Regions from separate parts of the Mus musculus genome. Here all the other regions are linked to region 3. Evidence: chromatin contacts called from public Micro-C and promoter capture Hi-C data. All regions are on one chromosome and are shown on one strand. The core of a region is the stretch at or near the end of the contact, and the rest is flanking DNA. Distances in the headings are between cores, read along the strand shown.

Region 1 (2,831 bases), core at 285-2,784, 690 kb after region 3:
TTCTGTCTTCATCATTGGGAAAACAAGCAAGGCTATGTCTTCTGATCCATTCAGTCCCTTGGTAGGAGCTGTTCTTTAAATGTAGTGATAAACCTTTCCCCAAAACGCCCTAAACCACTTGGCACTGGGAAAGTGGACACTAGTGGGTTCTTTTGCACTCCTCTCCTCCCACCAACATCCTCTGTTAATGCGATTCAGGATGTTATTTATTTACTGGAAGCCTGACTTCCCTTTGCATAAGGTTCTGGAGGAACCCATGTGACCCCAAGGATTCCATTAACTTCCAAAGGCATTTTATTTTTGGCGGGGAAGACCTTGGACAGGAGCAGGCAACACCAAGCATTCCCAGACTCAGGAGCAAGGTGCAGTGCCCAGGGAGAAGGGGCTGCCCCATCGTCCCCTTTCCAGCAGAGGCAGCTGTAACTTCCAGATAGAGGGTGGAGCCTGGCTAGGAATCCACTTTCTCTCAAGGTGCACCTGTCCTTACCTGCTGGATGGCCCCACCTGGGGTGTGAAGACCCACAGGGTTCCCACCCTACAGCACATTGCCAAGTTTAGGTTATACAGACAACCTGGCCAGAAAATGAGATTCTAAACACAAGTAACTCAAATCTCTGAGCAATGGCCCGGACATCCACCTAGTCCTGGCTCAGCGGTATGTCAGGCATGGGCCACTTAAATACACCCAAGTGTGAAAACAAATAAAAGCAGCTTATATTATTTTCGATAGAAAAACGTGGTGAGCAGCTTGCCCAGGAGGAAGAAGGGGGTTGGGTTCTCTCAGCGCTGGTTCCCTGTGGCCTCAGTGAACCACAACTGCTGGCTCAGAAATGAGGCATGAATCTGACTGGAGAGGTACCCTCTAAGAAGGTATCTACCCTCTGCTCCAACATTCCCAAGGTCTCCACCATTCCGCGGGCTCAGATGTCTCTTTAAATCTGACAGAGAACAGTAATTCATACAGTCGCGGTTGGGCACGAAGGTGATGGTGGTGGTGGTGATGGTGGTGTGTGCAAGTGGTGGGAACAGTTAAGGATGAAGATCAAATTAAACCCCATTTAACCCCGCTTGTTTTCAAAGGACCCCTGCCCACCTTTCACGCGCCCTCTGATCATTTTGGAGAAAGCAGAGACAGCAGCCCGTGGAGCACCAGTATGGGGGAGGGAGGGGGTTAAGAACATTGTTTCCCCCGGGTGACACCAAAGCGCTCTGGTTGATCTGGAGCTTGGGGGCCCAGTACCGGGGAATGCGGGCAGCGCGTGCCACGCCGAGCCCACCCGGTCCCGCACGCGGCCTGGCCTCGGGCACGCGCCTGGTGCCCCCGCGCGCGACTCACCTAGTACCACGGCGGCCACGGTGGAGAGCAGCAGCCAGTGATTCCGTAGGAAGCGGCGCCAGTCACATCCCGAGCTCGTGGGCTTCCCCATGGTGAGCACTGACGTTTGCGATGAGTCGGGTAGCCTGGCCGATGCGAGATGCGGGATGCAGGGCACAGTGGAGACAACGCGCACCGGCCGCTGTCAGCGCTGCCACTGCCGCTGGGGACCGAGCACGGTGGTTTTGCGTGGCGGGCGCGCCTGGCTCCTCCCGCCGCCGCTCGCTGCAGCGACCGGGCCAACCAGCGAGACGGAGGGCGGAGCGTCCCGGCGGGATGGTGCGCGTGGGGCGATCAAGTCCCCTTGGGCTCCCGGTGGAGGTGTCCCACCGAGGAGCTTCTGACCCACTACGATCCTCACCAGTCTCCTTGGGGACGCACAGCCCTAGCCCAGTGCGAAGGGATTTGATATGGGACGCGTTTCTGCCTTGGGCCTCAGGCTTCAGAGCCACAAGAAGGGACACACTGTCAGAGCAGCTTTGGGGTGACGCACTGTCAGCAGCTTTGGGGTTTTTTTTCCCCACGTGATCTCTGATATTACCTGCGGGACTATTTAATTCTCTGATATTCCCTGCGGGATTATTCTCTGACTCGAGGGTCAGACAGGATCTGCCCGGACCAAGGCTTGGTTGTACACCTTGCGCGTGGGCGTGGTCATCTCTTGCACAACTTAACAAATGCACCCCTAGGGACTCGCCTTGTGGCCATTACTGGGTAATTAAGGCCTGCTGGTGTGGGAAGGTGGGCGGGCCTATTCTATCCCCAAGGCCAAATACCTTACAGGGTGTAGTTGGGAGAATCTGGGTTAGTGTGGTCACACACTTTGCTACCTGAATTTCTTATTCTGGTTTTACTCTTACTTAAGCAGACTCCTTTTTTTTTTTTTTTTTTTTTTTTTTTTTTGGTTTTTTGAGACAGGATTTCTCTGTATAGCCCTGGCTATCCTGGAGCTCACTTTGTAGACCAGCCTGGCCTCGAACTCAGAAATCCGCCTTCCTCTGCCTCCTGAGTGCTGGGATTAAAGGCGTGTGCCACCACGCCAGGTTTTAAACAGACTCTTATCTCCTTAGCATATCACTAACTAAGTGAGCCCTGTGCCCTTTTTGCATTCTGGGGTTTACTCTTTAGTTGGCTGTCAGGGGACTCTCCTTGACCAGATTACTCGACCACTAGAATCCCCCAATTAAAGCCTCATTCTTTTGGTTCAGAGTGATTTTTAAAAACCCTTCAAAAGACAATGGATTAAGCATTATTAACCATGCACACTATACTATGAATGATCTCACCTCCTTTCCAGGTGTTAAATTCTCAAAAGAAAAAAAGAAAAAAATCAGGAGAGAGGAAACTCCCTCGAGATTACTGGTTTCTTGGGGGAAGAGCTGGGAATAAAAATTCCCGAAGAGGGCAAACTATCAAGGAAAAGACTGGAGAGATGGCTCAGCGGGTAAGAGCACTG
Region 2 (3,105 bases), core at 575-3,074, 560 kb after region 3:
AGGGCTTCATTTCCTGCCCCTGGCCATGGCCTACTTCCCGGTCTGCCTCCTTCTAAGCTCTTAGTTCCCCTGACTCTCCCCAGCAGCTCAGCTTCTTGCCCCCTGGTATGCTACTTGTCCATGGGACTAGGAAACAAAACAGTAGGCTCATACTTACATTTCTGTGGGAACCTTAGACAAGCCCACCTTTTGAATATGTCTTCTTCCATATCTTGGTTTGTTCTATGAGTGCTAAAAGATAACGTTAAATAGTAGTAGAAGTTAACTATCTAAAGATCGTTTGAGAGGTACTGGGAGCAGAAAGGAAAATACTCTGTGGAACCTCTTAACTACCAAGTCCACAAGGGTGGGAGAGCTTAAAGGAATCAGAAGAAGGAAAAAGCTCCAATTATGGCAACATATTCAGAGAGTTAAATTGGAGAAAAAAAATCTGTTTTGAACTTTAAAATTATTGTTTAAAATTTACTGCAGGTAAAGGGTGGGAATAGCACATGGTTTATCTAGCTAATGGCTCTTAAATTTTAATTTACAAGTAATAACATTGTTTTTTTGGGGGGTGAGGGGAATTACTCATTAACGTTGTCAACTTTAAGTAAATAGCAATCATACAGTCAGCCAGCTTGATTTCTTTACAGTTGTCTTGGTGATAAATAGCTGTCAAATACACAGTAGACTTTGTTTCTCAAGTATGGCCGTGTTCAGTAATAGCCAGCATGCGCTCCGGTCTAGGAACCTGTCAAGACAGTGGGATCCCAGAATTCCCAAAGTTGCCCAGAGGGGCAACTAGATGGCTCTGGCTTAGGTCAGCATCCTCGAGTGTGGAATCCTTCAGACCTCAAGGTGTCAATAATCAATGAGATGGTGTCACTGTTGATTCCACAGTACAAAAAGAACTGGAACATTGTGGGGTGACAGCCAGCAATAATCCACAATGCTGTACTGCATGTAGCCCAGAAAAAAGCCAAAAGCCACATCAGTGACGTTGTGCCGCCCGAGCATGACCCTAGAGAGACCCAAGACGAAGGCCCACAGGACCACCAGCACCCTCAGTGGAATGGCCAGTACCAGGTGGTTTAGGATAAACCGCGACACCAGGGCGGCCCTCGTGGCGTGGCCCGAGGGAAAGGAGTACCTGTCCACCGAGAGGGTGAAAAACATGTCCTTTTGATTGTGCGCGGGTCGGCGCCTGCGGACCAGCCCTTTAATCACAGCTACCAGCAGCAGGTCCAACAGCAGGGCGAAGAGCAGGTTCATCAGCACTTCGCGCCCGGCCCAGCTGTCGCTCCTAAGCAGGCAGTAGAGGGTGCCCAGCAGCCAGGGGATGCCATGCCCTGAGATCTCCAGCAGCTTCATCAGGGGCCGCACGCTGCCCCAGGCCGAGCTCTCCCCAGCACACACCCCCAGCTTCTTGGACAGCCACAGGTCGATGGCCAGCAGGGAGCGCAGGGCGATGCCCAGGAAGGACGGGTTCAAGTTCATGCGGGCGTCCTCCGGCGGCGGGGCCGGGGCTGCTTGTGCGGGGCCCGAGGCGGCCAGCGGGAAGGAGCCGCGCCGGTGCACCGGGCTGTCGGACGCGCGCAGCCGAGCGCAGGCGGGGTCCGCGCCCGCGCGGCAGTTCAGCAGCGATTGGAACTCGAACCTGCCGCCGCCGCTGCCACCGCCGTGGGCCGGGCTGCCCGGGACGCTGCTTCCGCCCGAGGAGCCCAGCGGCCGTCCCTCGATGGTCCTCCGGGGGCTCGGCATCGCGGAGGGAGGCCGGTCCCGGGGACCCGGGCAGACCGGAGACAGGCTTCCCAGCCCGTCAGCCTCTTCCGCTTCCGCACTGCCATCCCGGAGGGCGGGCCGAGGAGCCGAGCCGCAGAGCACGATTGTGACACCTGGCGGAGACGTGGGAGGGAACCGGGAGTACCAGCTTGAGGAGAGGTGGGAAGTGCAGGTGAAGGACGCAGTGATGGCGTCATTTCAGAGCTGTGGGAGGTTAGGATAAACAGCCCCTCTGCACAAAAAAAAAAAAAAAAAACAAAAAACAAAAAAAACCAATCCCTTGATTGCCCTCCTCTTCTTTTTAAGATTTCTTGCCCCGGAGTGTTCCTGCCGGACAAGGAAGCTGTGTACCTTGGAGTCTACCTTCTGAATCAGTACCTGGAGACAGACTGCTTTCCCCCTGTGTTCCCTGTTGTGATTCAACAGAGCATGAGATTTGTAAAGGTGATTTTGACTTCTCAGTGGGTTTTGCTGTCTGAAACCAGTTTAATGGTCATAAAGAATAGTGGTTTTGTACATTTATTCCCCGCCCCCCCCCCCCTTTTTTAACACAGTGTAAAAAGTACAAGCGGCCTTGAGGCAAAAACCATAGTTTGGAAGTCTTGCTTTTTGCAATGCAGGCCTGAGCCAAGTTCTGTCAATTGAGTGCTAAATACCCTGGTGGATGCTTTCTATTCTTGGAACTCCCATGGCATTTTCTAACTGGAGCAGAGAGCGTTTCTGAATGTTCTTGGAGGTGTTAGAGACAGTTGCATTGCATTTATGAAAGGGGCTATTAATAAACTGCAGATCTTAAGAAAAACTTTCTTAAGCTTGGGAAAATAACTTAAAACTATAACCAAATCAGCTGTACCTGGTAATTGAAAGCCTGTAACTAAACAAGAAAGCTGTTCATATTTTCTGAGTTTCCTTAAGTCATGTGCGTGTTATATAACAATAGTAGTAAGGGCTAGATTCCATTCCAATGAGTGCAATTGTGATTTTAAAAATTGTAAAAATCACCGGCCAGGGCTTCCCACTGCAGTATGCTGCTGACTATTCAATACTCTGCAATCACCAACAACACCCTAAGGTTCTGGTTTTAGCTTTGGAGTTGAAATTGGAGTAATCTTTAGTAAACCTAGTGGTTTTGCCCAGGGTCCCCTAAGGTGGACTTTTGGGGTGGAGGGAAGATTGTACATATCGATCCTAAAGTCTGGAAGATGTTTTCCAGAAACCTACCTATTTCTTGTAATCCAAGGATGAGAGAAAAGATGCGTTTTTAAAAACTGCAGCCTGTTCATTGGAAAAACGTCCGTGAAACTGGTTGGGTAAAAGTGATTGGATATTATCTTGGGAAAT
Region 3 (2,966 bases), core at 273-2,772:
TAGCAAGGGCAAGGTCAACCAACCTCTAGTCTCTTTTCAAGACCACCACCACTCTGACATCAATTAGTACTGTCTCTCTGAATGCAGTGTGTGGGGGGGGATCTTAAAACTCAGAATTCTGTAATTTTTACAGATGTCCAGGAGCAACAAAAACCGGACGGGGGCTAGCCCATTCACCCCTTACTTTTTCAAGTTAATTCTCTTATCTACTCGGAACTCAAGGCACGGGAGGAAAAAAAAAAAAAAGCCAGGCTGAAAGCAAAGAATTCTGACCCCATGCTCTTTCTAAGCCTGGAAATAATAATTTCCAGGTGCGGCGCGGACAGACGTGAGCTCCCCGACTCTCCAACCATCCCAGCAGAGCTCTCCAGAGTCCAAGAGCAGCCAAGAAAAGGACTGGAGTCCGTGATGTGTGGGGGAGACCCGGAGCTAAAGTTACCAGATATCTACACTCAAACCCAACAAGTCTTTAAGTTTTCAGAAATCAATTACCACAGGACTGTAAATTCTGACACTTGGTAAAGACCAACAGGCTTTCCGGAACTCCACTAAACAACAACCTTTAAAGCAGGGGTGGGGGGTGGGGGAGCGGGGACGCCACAGCTGCCGGAGTGCTGGGGGACGCTCCAACAGATTGGCTCGGCGGCAATGGGGGCAGAGAGGCAGGCAAGTCTGGGCTCCGCCAGGGAGCTCCAGGCCTGGCGCGCGGCTGTGGGTGCCACGCGGGGACTGGGGTGCAGTGGAGACTGTCCGCGCGCGGCTCCAACTCGAGAGCGAGGGTCGCTCGGGGTAAGTCGGGACCGGCTGGGGTCGCTCGGGGGTAGTTAGTTGGGACGGGACCGCCGTCGCTCCCTCGGAGGGAGTCGGGACTGGCCGGGGTCGCTCGGGGGAAGTCGGGACCGGTCCGGGGTCGCTCGGCGGCAGTCGCGCCAGTTCCAGGGTCACTATAGGGAGGGTGATCAGGATGGTTCTGGGTTCGCCCGGGGTTAGTTGGGACCGGACGGTGGTCGTTCGGAGGGAGTCGGGACGGGGCCAGGGTCGCTCGGGGAGAATCGGGACTAGATCCGGGCCTCTCTGGGGAAGTCGGGACCGGACAGGGGCCGCTCGGGGGAAGTCGGGACGCCGGCGCCTACTTACTCGGCTGTACCAGATGCTGAGGCGGGCCGGGGCCAGCACGGCGAAGAACGCTCTCCGAGGGTCAGACTGGACGTGGAGCGGCGCCTCGGCCGGGCTCCGCGGCGCGCAGAGCAGCCTCTTGGGCCAGCCGCTCAGGAAATACATGGTCCGCGCGCGGCCCCGACAGCCCCCCGGCGGCCCCGGCCGTGTCTGTCACGCTCGGCGGCCCCGGGCCAGGCGCCCACCTCCCACACCGCCACCGGCCGAGTCGGCGGCGGCGACAGCGGCAACTCGGGGCATCTGCCCGGGGGCCGGGCCGGGCCGGGCCGACGCGATGCTGCGCGACGCAGTCTGGGACGCTGACCGGCCGAGGGTGGGGGAGGCGGGCGGCCAGTGGGCCCGCGGCGGGAGGAGCCGAGGCCGGCCCGCCCCGCTCGCCGCTCGCGTCAGCACGCCGCACGGCGCGGGGAGGCTCCGCCCGGCTCCCTCGGACCGCCCCGCGTCAGAACGCAGGCCGCGGGGCAGGACGTCGAGGGCTCGGGACGCCTTGCTGGCTGGCGACCTGGCGCGTGGAGCTGGGGACCGGGATGAGGCGACAGGCTCAGTCAGTGACAATCGGAGCGGCCGGGCCCACTTGCACGATCCCTGGATTGGCGCGACCTCCGGGGTTGAAGGGGGCGGGGCGAGCGGAGCGCGCGTCACGTGACTCCCGGGCTGCGCTTGGAGCTGGGTCTCTGCGACTCCAAGGCTTGGGGTTCGAGTCTGTACCCACAAATCCTTTGTGTGCTGCGGTTTAAAGTGAGAGCTGGTGATGTCCCTGGCCGTACAGAGCTTACATTCTAGGCAGGCTCTTTATTCAGTCACTAAAGTGCTTCAGTCTTGTCTGCCTGTTTAGTTATTAATGCTAGGCGAAGCCAGATGGGGTCTTTTGCAGCCCCAGTAAACTGTTCAGGAAAAGAAATGGACTTAGGTTTTGTGTTGATCCAGACTGGAGATACCGTATTGATGTTTTTAATTTGGGGGTTGGGAGGAATGAAGGGGTGCTCAACTTTTGGACCTGGAACCTTAAAAATAGCTGCAGCTTTTTGTAACTCTTTCAAAGTTTAAAAGTAACAACAAAGTAACAATCCGGATTTTAATAACAATGTAACTTTCCGTAATTGTTCTAACGCTTGCTTTTCGAAGACGTTGACTAAAGTCCCAGCTCACTAGCCTTTTGTTTCCAGAGGATCTCCTAGAATCTCTGTCCTGGTGTGTCCCACAGGCCAACACAGCATTCCTGGGATATTTTAAGCAGAGCAGACCTGAAAACTATTTTTCAGATTTTCATCTGTGTGGACGGAATCTTGATGATCCGAGTTACACCCGCTGGATAAATCAAGAGGTCCAGAGAGGTCTCTGCCTTGCCAATATAAAATCATAGAAGAACTTCGTTGTCTAGTACTTTTCAGACAGAGTTGTACACGTGGCAGAGGAAGTGAAAATGTGCTGCAATTCCATTGAGAATGTTTGCTCTACCTCTACTTCAGTGTGTTCATGTGCCTCACCAGTGTGTCTGCAATCATGGGCAGTGTAGATGTTTCTAAGTAATTTTTAATTGTTTTTTTTTTTGACCTCACTTACTGGTGAGCTTCTGGGTGGGATTCTCCTCCTGTGATCTTTTGTAGCAGCTAAGGTCTACAAAAAAATTAAGAGGATGCTTTGATTTAATTCCACAGAAAACCACAGATGATGGTGCTGGATCATCGCTAGTTAAAGTGCTGGATATGCCCAAGGTCACATGGCCTAAGAAAAACTGCTCTCCCTTCCAAGGACCCAGCAGTCTTTAGACCAGCTCAAGGTGAAGTGTG
Region 4 (2,927 bases), core at 390-2,889, 840 kb after region 3:
GCGGAGAGTCGGCCCGCTGCCCTGCCTCCTCCTCCCAGGGCCGCCGCCGTCGCAGCCTCGCGCGGGCACACACACGGCCCTCCGGCCGTAGTTCCGCGCTCCGGCCACGGGCTTGGATGCGAGTTTTCCTTTCCGAAGGAGGCAGAGCCGGCGTGGAGCGCTGAGGGGGCTCAGCCTCCACCCACGCATCGCTAGTGTTGTCACGAGCGGGCTGGCCGGGAGAAGGGACTCGCTCGCCTAGCTTTGTTGTGGAAATCCGGTTACCTGGTAAGTGGATGCCATAGGAACTTTGTTCTGCAGGCGAGGGACAGAGAGAGAAGGCGCTAGAGAGTGTGGGGGCGGTCAAGCCTGGGGACGCAAACTCGGGATTAGAAAGAGTTTCTGCATGCCGGCTTGGTGGCATTCGCACGGGTTTGAGGACAGGAGCACACCAACTCCCCCAGACTCACAGGGCTTCTAGAGACCTAGGCACACCTTACCGAGGCTGATGGCAATACTCATTTAGCCATCAAACTGGCTGTCAGTTACCTAAGAGCGCGGGGTGTAGACAGAAAGGAAACCAACAAGGTGTGGAAGTTTCGTTTATGAGGGAGAGTCTCCGTGCCTTTTAACTGAAAATACAGGTACCAGAAGGTTACACAATCAGGGCCAGATACAGGGCGAGCACCGGGGTCCTACTTAGGGAAACTTTGGCAAAGTGGGGAGTGATGGGACTTTGAGGTCTTTAGCTCACAGTCGGGGTTGTAGTTGTCTTTTCGGCTTCCACGTGTTTATGGGGCGCCACGAAGGCTGTTTTTCACTTCTCCGTCTCATCCAAGTTGGTGTCCCCATTGTTCAGTGAGGTCCTCGGGTTTGGGGGCACAGCTACTAGTTAGGAGCGGTGCATCGACCCGCAGCCGCCAAGTTTTCAACTGTAACCTCCCACGCCACGAAATCGCAGACACATTCAGACACCTAGCACTCCCCGCCGGGTTTGTCACCTCGCGTTTACATTTTTATGGGCCGGGGACAAAATGTCAGCACTGTTTGGGAAATGTCTGTCTCGAGTCCCGCTTCAAGGCTCCGGTCCCTATAAATGACCCTGTGTCTATTTTGAAGTCGGTCGGGATCACTTTCTGGAAAGCGTGAGTGAGCTGTTGGCTCTCCTAGACACACACCTTGCCCCAAGCAACAGTTCCAAGTTACTCACTAGAGCTGACAAGTCACCCGGGGGACGAGAAACTCACCCAAGTGTCTGAAAACCTTGACCAGGGCGGATTTGTCATCCTACTATGGATGATTCAAGTAGGTACCTGGAGGAAACTTTTGGAGGTTTCCTTTTTTTTTTTCTTTTTTTGGCAAAAAGGTTCGTCGAGGTCGCGCCCTTAGATCTGGTAGTGTGTTTGGGAGGCAATAGCAAAACGACACTCGTGGGGGCAGGGAGGGTAGTCGCCCCGTGGTCCGGACAGGGTCACAGTGCAGGGCCCTATGTACCCCAGTGCGGCTCCGGGTGCTTTGGCCAGCAGGGTCCCCCGCAGCCCGGCTTCCTAACTGGCGGCCTTTCAGCCCCTTACTTACTCAGAAAGTGGTTGCACAACAGGAAGCCGGCACGAGTTTGTTTTGTTTTGTTGCGTTCTCTCGCTCGCGCCGCGGGAGGGGGAGGGGGGAGAGCGGGGGCGGTCTGGTTGCCCAGAGCACCGGGAAGGCTCCACTTCACCTCCGGACCCGCCCCTCGCTCACCTCCGGAGATCCCTGAGGCTAGGACCCAAGACCCCCCGCGGGGCAAAGGTGTGTGGGTGTGCCGTGTGTGGGAGGGTGCTGAGGACCCCAGGAGGGGTGTTCACCCACTGTCCCGGGCCGCACATCTTGACCCCGCACCCCTAGCCACTCCTGGTTCCTCTGCTCTGTGTACCTCCCTTCCTGGCTTGTCTTCCTTGACATCCGCTAGGTCCCATGGGATAGAGTGTAGGGGATCACTTCCGGAATTCTCCAGAGCAGTGCCCGCAGGGACTGCACTCCAGCAATTGCAATTGGAGAGGACACCTTTCCAATTCCTTAGAGCTTTAGGACTTCAACATCTCTTGAATTGGGGGTAGTGGTCTCAGGTGGCCCTAGAGTTGGTGAGGAAAGAGAAGTTTATACAGCTCCCCCCAGTGGACCAGTTCTCTGGGTTATGGGACCCAGAGAAAGAACCCCTGCCAAACTTAAGCATCTAGAAAAAACACTGAGGCTCACAGTGGAGAGCATTTCTTGGCCCGAAGGTGAACTCCAGACAAATGCAAACTCTCTTGTGTCCGTTCTGAAGCTTTGATGAGTCACGATTTCTTCATTGGGAAGTAGCCAGGCCCGGTTCCCTAAATGTCTCCGTGCCCGTTGGACTTCAATTTTTAGACTACGTTAGGAATTTTGATTCATTGTAAAAATGAATTTGGGTTAGTTTAAAAATTCTTACTCCTCCTTTTTCTCTTTGGTTTCCTGTGAGGCTACACAAAGCAGGTGCAGCCTGCAAAAGTTTGCAGAAAAACAATGAAGGCTGTCCCTGGAAATGATCTATAGAGAGAGAACTGTGTGAGAGGGCACCCCCCCCCCTTCTCTAGTGAGAACTGCTGACATTTAAGGCCTTTACTAGGATCTGCTACAGTGTTCATTTAGAGGAGCTCCAGCCCCTCCCCCTTGAACTGAAGGAGGCTTTCTTCCCATTCTTATTGCTACTTAGTTCGTGTCTTTTCTTTCCTGTCAGGACTCAGGCCTCCTTCAGAGTGAGTAATTACTTCTGTGTGCTCTGGGTGGATTCCCTGTCTCCTTGCTTCCCTTGAGGTCAGTTCAGGTAGAGTGGCTTTTCTTCACGCCATCGTTGGTCCATCCAATGTTTCCACCAGTTTCATTGGCGATTCTACCAAAGTTCTTCCGGTTAGCAGAGTTTGGATACCTGGAGTTGTCCCGTTTGG
Region 5 (3,146 bases), core at 28-2,527, 650 kb before region 3:
GTAGCAATAGAAATGAAGGGATTCTTTCAGAACATTGGAGTCGTCTCCTCTTCTGACCTGTCATTTTAACCTACAAACTCATCACAGTAGTTAGCCCTCCCTACAAGTCCTTCCACTGGAAGGTCTTAACTTAGCAACTATTTGGTCTAGCAAAGACCTGCCTGCAACAGACACAGTAGTCGCCCCTGAAAGTTTAGGCAACACTGTTTCTTGTGTCTTTCCCAAGACCCAGTTTCTCTTTGCCTTCAACTCTAAGGTCATCGTTAAGGATGTGTATAAAGGTCAGATAGGCGGGTCCCAGGTTCCTGTCCTTGGGGGTCAGCTTCCTGGAGATGCTTTTGCTTTCATTACAGTATCTGTTTAGGTTTACTCAGGAAATAAAAATATAGCCAATATACCAACAGCATACTCATGCATTCCACGTAAAGGAAGACTGAATTTCAGGAATGGGTGCATATCAAACCAGTACAGAGAAGACGAAGGAGACATACAAAGGAGGGAGGGAGAAGACAGGTGCTGGGGTGTAGCTTGGTGCTAGTTGGGAGATCGGGGGTTTGGTTCCCATCGCATCATATCTCAAAAAAAGTGGGGTCAGGGGGATGGCTCAGTGATTGAGAGCACTTGCTACTCTTATGGTTGGGCTATCAGCACCCACATAAAAGCTCACAACAGCCTGTAACACCATTTGCAGGGAATCTGATGTCCACTTCTAACTTCTGCAAGCATTCGGCATGTATGTGATACACAGACAGACATTTCACCCAACACACAAATCAATAAAAAATAATATTAAATCTTTATTAAAAGATTAAAGCATAAGATATTTTAGGGGCTGTGCTCTTTGTCCAGATTTCATAACTATGAAAGAACCTTCCTTTGCCCATAGTGGTTTTCATGAGATGTGACCCTAAAGTCAGTAAGTGGAGACCAGCTAACTATTGGAGTCTTCCTGTCTTCTGTCTCAGTGCATTGCTCCAGGAACTTCACGAATGTTAGGGCTGCCCCAATGGGCCCTACAACCCGGCCAGTGGGCCTATAGAGCATCCCGAACCCCTGTGTAAGAAGAGGGATTTGGGACCTTAAACTTCCAGCATCAGGCAGGGGACTCCACCCTGCTGCTGAAGAGGGGAAAGAAGTGGGAGGAGGTGGGAGACAAGGAGGAGAGAGAAAGGGAGGGCCCTGCCTCGCCCCCGCCCTGCAACCCATTCCCATTGGCTAAAGGTTTCCTGGCTCCATCCTACTGCCCGCCTTCGGGCGCCGCTTAAAGTGTGCGGAGCAGGTGCCTGCTGAGGCGGAGGAACTTTGCAAGAGTTAGTGCAGTTCGCTGTACCCATTCATTGCCCGCAGTGGTCGGGAAGGGGATCCAGGGACTGCGGCGGCCACTCCCGGGGCATTGGGGCCAGAGGAGGGCCGGAAAGCGCTGCTGACCCTCGTGGGCTGGGGAGGTGACGGCGTCCATGCAGCTGTGTGCCAGGGCATGGGGGCTGCGCCTGGGCCGCGGAGCCGGGGGCGGCCACCGCCTGGCTCGGGGCACCGGCTTGAGTTGGGCGCAGCGAAGCCGGGACAGCAGCGGCGGCGGTGGCGGTGGCGGTGGCGGGGACCGCGGCGCGGCTGGGGCCTCGCGCCTTCTGGAGCGCCTCCTGCCCAGACACGATGACTTCTCCCGGAGACACATCGGCCCCGGAGACAAAGACCGGAGGGAGATGCTGCAGGCGCTGGGGCTGGCGGTAAGGCCCTCCACCCTCCACCCTGCCGGAGCTCTGCCCGCTGGGCCTCCCGGCTCCCACCTTGCCTTCCTCCTCCGTCCCGGGCCCCAGCTTGAAAGCGAGCTCGCTCTTAATCGTGGTGCCTTCTCCTCTCTTAACTTTTACTCTGTTCTCGCTCTTCTAAAGTGCATTTAAAAAATATCCCCAACTCCAGACGAACCCTAACTTTGCAGGAAAAGAAGACTCCCTACTTAGAGTACATTAATCCGGTCAGCTCCAGTTGCAGCTCCCGAACCCGGAGTAGCGGATTTACCATCCGGCTCCATCATTTTTTTTTTTTTTCCTCCAAAAGATTTCTGCTTCCTGATGTTTCACTTTAAAAAGAACTCTTAATTAGACGATTTAAATGAAGTTCCTACCAGCCTTTGAAGATAAACTGAAGTGGCTCTCTTAACTCAGGCTCTTTGCTCTGACTGTCCTGTTCACCAGCTTGCGTTTTTAAATTTTAGAGCATTGATGAGCTCATCGAGAAGACGGTCCCCGCCAGCATCCGCTTGAAGAGACCCTTGAAAATGGAAGACCCTATTTGTAAGTGGCCGGGAGGACTCTCAGGGGTTCCGCTGCTCTGCCTTCTATAATCTCTGTCCGGCTTTGGGGTTGGATTGCTCAGTACTTGACAGGCCCTAAACCGCTGGGATTTTTCTTCCCTGAGGAAAACCTATGTAAGCCCCTTTCATGGTCTTTATCCCTGAGTTGCTGGCGAGGCACCTACAAGCTTTCCCAAAGAAGGCTTTGCAAAAGACACGTGTTGGATTAGAAGTCTCCACCTCATGCACGCCCACCGGAAGGGCTTTTTGTTCCTTTGAGCTGAGAAGGTAGTTATCTCAGTAGATCAGGTGAGACTTCCGAAAGGACAAAGGAAATCACCTGAGGTCCTGCAGCTAGAGAAGAGACTTATTTGGAAGGGGACTTAGACTTCTCAAAGTCACGAGAATTTCAAATTGTTCTGTCTCACATCGGTTTCCCCTCTCACCCTCACCCATCTAAAGGCAGCAGTGCTTTGCAAGCCTGAATATGTGGGGTTTTTGTTTGTTTGTTTGTTTGTTTTGTTTTTTCTGAAAAGCACACAAACTCGATTTGTGCTTGGTTAAGAAATCTCAGGCTAGTTATAGGCTTCCCTTTTTAATGATTATTTTGTTTTTAAAAGATTTTCTTGCATTTATATTTGTGCACCACGCGGGCTGTTGGGTCATCTAGAACTGGAGTTCCCCACAGTTAGGGAACTCCAAACCTGGGTCCTCTGCAAGAGCAACACGTGCTCTTAGCTATTGAGCCATCTCTTCAGCCCCTCTTGGTAAAAGTGGTTTTAATGGTCCTAATGCTGTCTTTGGGTGGTTTTTTTGTTTGTTTGTTGTTGTTTTTTTATGTGGCATTGACTTC
Region 6 (3,269 bases), core at 611-3,110, 580 kb after region 3:
GGCACCAATACACATGTGGTACATAGACATACATGCAAACAAAACACTCATACACGTTTAAAAACTTTAAATTAGAAAATTTCAGTCTATTTCTTGACATAACAATAAAAATTAGCATTGTAGACTGCCTCACCAATAAAATAAACAAAACCTTCAAAGTCTAGCTTTATGCCGCAGAGGAATCTCCTTTTGAAGTATTTTGATCTGCTTTCGCAGATTGTGTTTACCAATTTTGTTTTAGGAAAATGTGGTCTGTCACTTTAAGTAAGAGAGTAGTTAGTGCTATTGTGTTTTAAAAGAATCTAGACAGCAGACTGGAAGGGAATCTAGCCAATCTCTTGATTTCTGGAATACTCTGTCCAGTTCAAAGGACTCCAGGCTGGATTGGTGGCTCACACCTGTAGTCACAGCATGCAGGAGGCAGAAACTTTGGGCACTGTCTTTTCATCATTACCAGTTCTGAGAACGTGTCTTGTGTCTAGCTTCAGTTCTCTTTGCTCACCGTTGACACGCCCTCATATCTAGCCTCCGTGGAGATGGTGGACAGTTTCTTCTGTGGAGTAAATGTAACATACGTGGAGACTGCGAATTAGATTATTTTTCAAGACTCTCTTTGACCGAGGTGGAAAGGCATCATGGGTAATAAGACAGTGATCCAAGAGACTGTAGGTGATGAAACTTGGTGCTTCCTTCACTTTCAGGTGGACAGTGGGAACCCATTTGGTGAAAATAATTTGGAGCACTGTTCGAAGAAGTCCAGAAGAAAACCTAAGTTAATAAACTTTGATCTTTCGAAGAAAAGAGGTATTTGAGTTTCTTGTTACTCACATTCCCCAGTGAGCACCATTGCATTCCACTAAGCCTCTTTCCCTCTGAGGAACTCCAGGTCACTCTGGAAGCTGTGGGCTTGATTCTCAAGGTCTTTCTAGCTATGGCATTCATGTGGGGCAGAAGAACTAAGAAGCAGTTTGTTTTCAAGTTGTCCCTGGATACTTGAAGGGGACAGAGCTGGAGGGTGTGACTAACCACATGTGGCTACAGCCCCTGGCTAGGCTGGCAAAGCAGACCGCAGCTTGCCCTCCTGTAAACTCTACACAGGCAGCTCTAACAGTTAGCGAATATATTTGTTTTGCTGTTTCTTTCTGAGGGGAAGGAACAAGAGACTCACGACACTCGCTGACCAGATTCTGTGTTAGTGAGGGGGGAGCCAGCTCTCTGAAGCAGTTAGACTAAGGTAGCTAACTGTCTTTAGTGCTGTGGATTTCAGGATCTTATGCATTTGTAAATGATACTGGGGACTTTAAAAGAGCTTCGGTTGGTGTGGATGATGGCTATCGACATTTAGCATGTTTGAAATTGGAGTTGAGTAATTACAAGATGTAGTACACCAGCAGAGAAGTTACTAACCATTAGACCAGTTATGTTATGATGTGTTGTGGTGGCTTTTTGTTAGACTATGGGAGGATAAGACTGAGAGGAATAAATCATGTCTTAGTGTAATTATGAATGCAAGCTTTAATTGGGAGGTTTTGTAAAAGGTCTTGAAGGGACCCCTGTCCCCCACTGAGGTCTCTAGACTACACACTGATAGACAGTGATTGGAATGTGTGATTCTGTCCCTAGTAAAGGGCATAGCAGCTTGCCCGGAGTTCTAAGTCTCGACAGGGCTAGTGATGGTCCCCTCTGTTACCTCCTGGTAGGACTGATTTGCCATGTTCTCACACTGGCATTCCCTGTGTTAGGCTTAATGGTTTGTGCCTTTAAGGGACTGTAGAGGGTTTTATGCTAACTCAGGCCAGTGTTCTGAGTGCAGAGTGACAGATCCCAGCTGAGCACTGACAGAGTGTGGGGCTGAGAGGGGAAGTGCTTCCTCCCATCTGAGAGTTAATTTAAGCCCTGCCACTGAAGGTCACTGGTGCAGCCTGTAAAAGCGGTGCCATCCTTCCTGTTACACTGAATGCAAGCAGCGGCAAATGTCCTTTCCTAGAAGAGAGGGTCGAGCTTGATGCTGACTTGCATCTGATGGCGCCCATTCGCCATGCTTGTCCTGGTCTTTGCCTGGCAGGAGAGGGGTTTGCAGAGGTTACCATGTCAGTGCAAGTCACACATCAAGCCCTCAGCAGAGCTACAACCTGCATACAGTCAGATCTCTGGAATTAGATTCTGGAATCCCTGTGGCTTGCCAAGCTATCTGCGTTTGGGTCATCTCCAGGCCTGTGGGAGAAGAAAGCCATGCCTCCAAACTGCAGCTCTTGATTCTGTGTTGATGTGAGGCCTCTGAGTCCTTTTCTCACAAGCTTCTGGCTGGTCCTCACACTGTTGGGTTATGGCTTGCCCTTTGAGAAACAGAGGTCAAAAGCCGACCAGATGTTGATGAGTTCTAAGCTCACCATGCAGGGGAGTCCCCAAGGAGTTCCTACGCCTCAGGCTAGTTTTGTACCTTTAGCTGCAAGGGACTTTGCTGATTCCTAGCCCAGCTTAGGGTGGAGGGTTTCCGGGGCTGTGTGCATACACAGAGATGCGAGTGCTCAGGCAGAAAACACGTCAGGCTTTAAAAATCTCTTCTTATTTCTTTCTTATTACTATTGCTGCTATAGGGTGAACCAGGAGTTCAAAGAATGTCGTTAAACCTGGGGGGAGGAGGGAAATCTACTTGCTTTTTGTTTTTCTCCATGTGTGTTTATTATTTTTAGAATAATAAAATATTTAGTACTGCAATATTTGGCTTTGTTTTGGAACTAGGGTCTCATACAGGTTAGGCTTTATTACCTTATTTATTACTTTATTTTCTAATCATTCTTGCCGCTCACGAGTGTGAGGTCTGCTTATCTCTCATACTTTTAGGGTAATGGCAGTGATTTGTGGTTTAGGTACATTGTGCTTCATATGTATCCATTGGCTCGACTTTATATTCACCTTTACCTTGGACAAGAATCCTCAAGAGCCAGAAACCAGCAAGGACTGATGAGGCAGAGCACAGGAACTTTATATCAGACTCATATTGCCTTCTTCAAAGCTCTGCACATCTGGGCAAATATGTTTTCTTTCTTTAAGGCTGTGTAAGACTCTTGAACTTCTGATCCATGGCTTGTTTGTCCCTTAACCCCTTTCCAGCTGTACTGTCGCTGAAAATAACAGCTAGACTGTGGACCCCAGGAAGACAGAAAGGCCCTATAGAAGTGCAGGGGAGACTCGGTTGTATCTCGGAACTTACAAGGGAGCACTTTAGTTCTTTTGCTGTCCAATTATGGTCTAAACTCTTGTTTCTG

The links. Promoter capture Hi-C pulls out the DNA fragments that hold promoters and counts their contacts. Hi-C and Micro-C count contacts between places; a contact is called where the count stands out from the background. Capture Hi-C pulls out chosen DNA fragments and counts their contacts.
Region 1: a Micro-C map of embryonic stem cells shows a contact between it and region 3, with 4 times the contacts expected there. A contact is called at or near these places in 1 of 39 promoter capture datasets (hippocampal neurons), 2 of 484 Hi-C or Micro-C datasets (embryonic stem cells and uterus) and 1 of 130 datasets of targeted methods (embryonic stem cells).
Region 2: a promoter capture Hi-C map of liver shows a contact between it and region 3, with 5 times the contacts expected there. A contact is called at or near these places in 8 of 39 promoter capture datasets (the 3T3-L1 cell line, the C10 cell line, cranial neural crest and 5 more), 2 of 484 Hi-C or Micro-C datasets (CD8 T cells and ECoMG-derived neutrophils), 20 of 130 datasets of targeted methods (acute myeloid leukemia, astrocytes, bone marrow-derived dendritic cells and 16 more) and 3 of 9 other capture datasets (adipose tissue, liver and pancreatic islet).
Region 4: a contact with region 3 is called in a promoter capture Hi-C map of adipose tissue, with 2.5 times the contacts expected there. A contact is called at or near these places in 2 of 39 promoter capture datasets (3T3-L1-derived adipocytes and frontonasal cranial neural crest), 1 of 130 datasets of targeted methods (pancreatic cancer cells) and 1 of 9 other capture datasets (adipose tissue).
Region 5: a Micro-C map of embryonic stem cells shows a contact between it and region 3, with 3 times the contacts expected there. A contact is called at or near these places in 1 of 484 Hi-C or Micro-C datasets (embryonic stem cells) and 2 of 130 datasets of targeted methods (embryonic stem cells and large pre-B cells).
Region 6: a promoter capture Hi-C map of the HPC-7 cell line shows a contact between it and region 3, with 2.4 times the contacts expected there. A contact is called at or near these places in 4 of 39 promoter capture datasets (the HPC-7 cell line, cranial neural crest, liver and 1 more) and 4 of 130 datasets of targeted methods (acute myeloid leukemia, bone marrow-derived macrophages, large pre-B cells and 1 more).

Annotation. Positions count from the first base shown.
Region 1 is chr19:28,833,838-28,836,668 of GRCm38.p6, reverse strand. Slc1a1 (solute carrier family 1 (neuronal/epithelial high affinity glutamate transporter, system Xag), member 1) reads right to left here and starts at 1,534. Exons shown (of 12, transcript NM_009199.3): 1 at 1,337-1,534. The coding sequence starts at 1,427. The region is part of intron 2 of Gm52404 (a long non-coding RNA gene); the gene reads left to right.
Region 2 is chr19:28,962,639-28,965,743 of GRCm38.p6, reverse strand. It overlaps Plpp6 (phospholipid phosphatase 6), which reads right to left and starts at 1,824. Exons shown (of 1, transcript NM_028922.3): 1 at 1-1,824. The coding sequence starts at 1,743. The coding sequence ends at 865. It overlaps 4430402I18Rik (RIKEN cDNA 4430402I18 gene), which reads left to right. Exons shown (of 14, transcript NM_001374140.1): 3 at 2,071-2,208.
Region 3 is chr19:29,520,838-29,523,803 of GRCm38.p6, reverse strand. It overlaps Ric1 (RAB6A GEF complex partner 1), which reads right to left and starts at 1,522. Exons shown (of 26, transcript NM_001081319.1): 1 at 1,138-1,522. The coding sequence starts at 1,281. A930007I19Rik (RIKEN cDNA A930007I19 gene) reads left to right here and starts at 1,817. Exons shown (of 4, transcript NR_015567.3): 1 at 1,817-1,914; 2 at 2,835-2,956.
Region 4 is chr19:28,676,936-28,679,862 of GRCm38.p6, reverse strand. It overlaps D930032P07Rik (RIKEN cDNA D930032P07 gene), which reads right to left and starts at 1,639. Exons shown (of 5, transcript NR_045330.1): 1 at 1,558-1,639. It overlaps Glis3 (GLIS family zinc finger 3), which reads left to right. Exons shown (of 11, transcript NM_175459.6): 1 at 1-267.
Region 5 is chr19:30,173,572-30,176,717 of GRCm38.p6, reverse strand. It overlaps Gldc (glycine decarboxylase), which reads left to right and starts at 1,277. Exons shown (of 25, transcript NM_138595.2): 1 at 1,277-1,727; 2 at 2,216-2,294. The coding sequence starts at 1,458.
Region 6 is chr19:28,939,247-28,942,515 of GRCm38.p6, reverse strand. 4430402I18Rik (RIKEN cDNA 4430402I18 gene) reads left to right here. Exons shown (of 14, transcript NM_001374140.1): 9 at 702-804. Among named protein-coding and RNA genes, the nearest start is that of Plpp6, 23 kb to the left of the region's middle.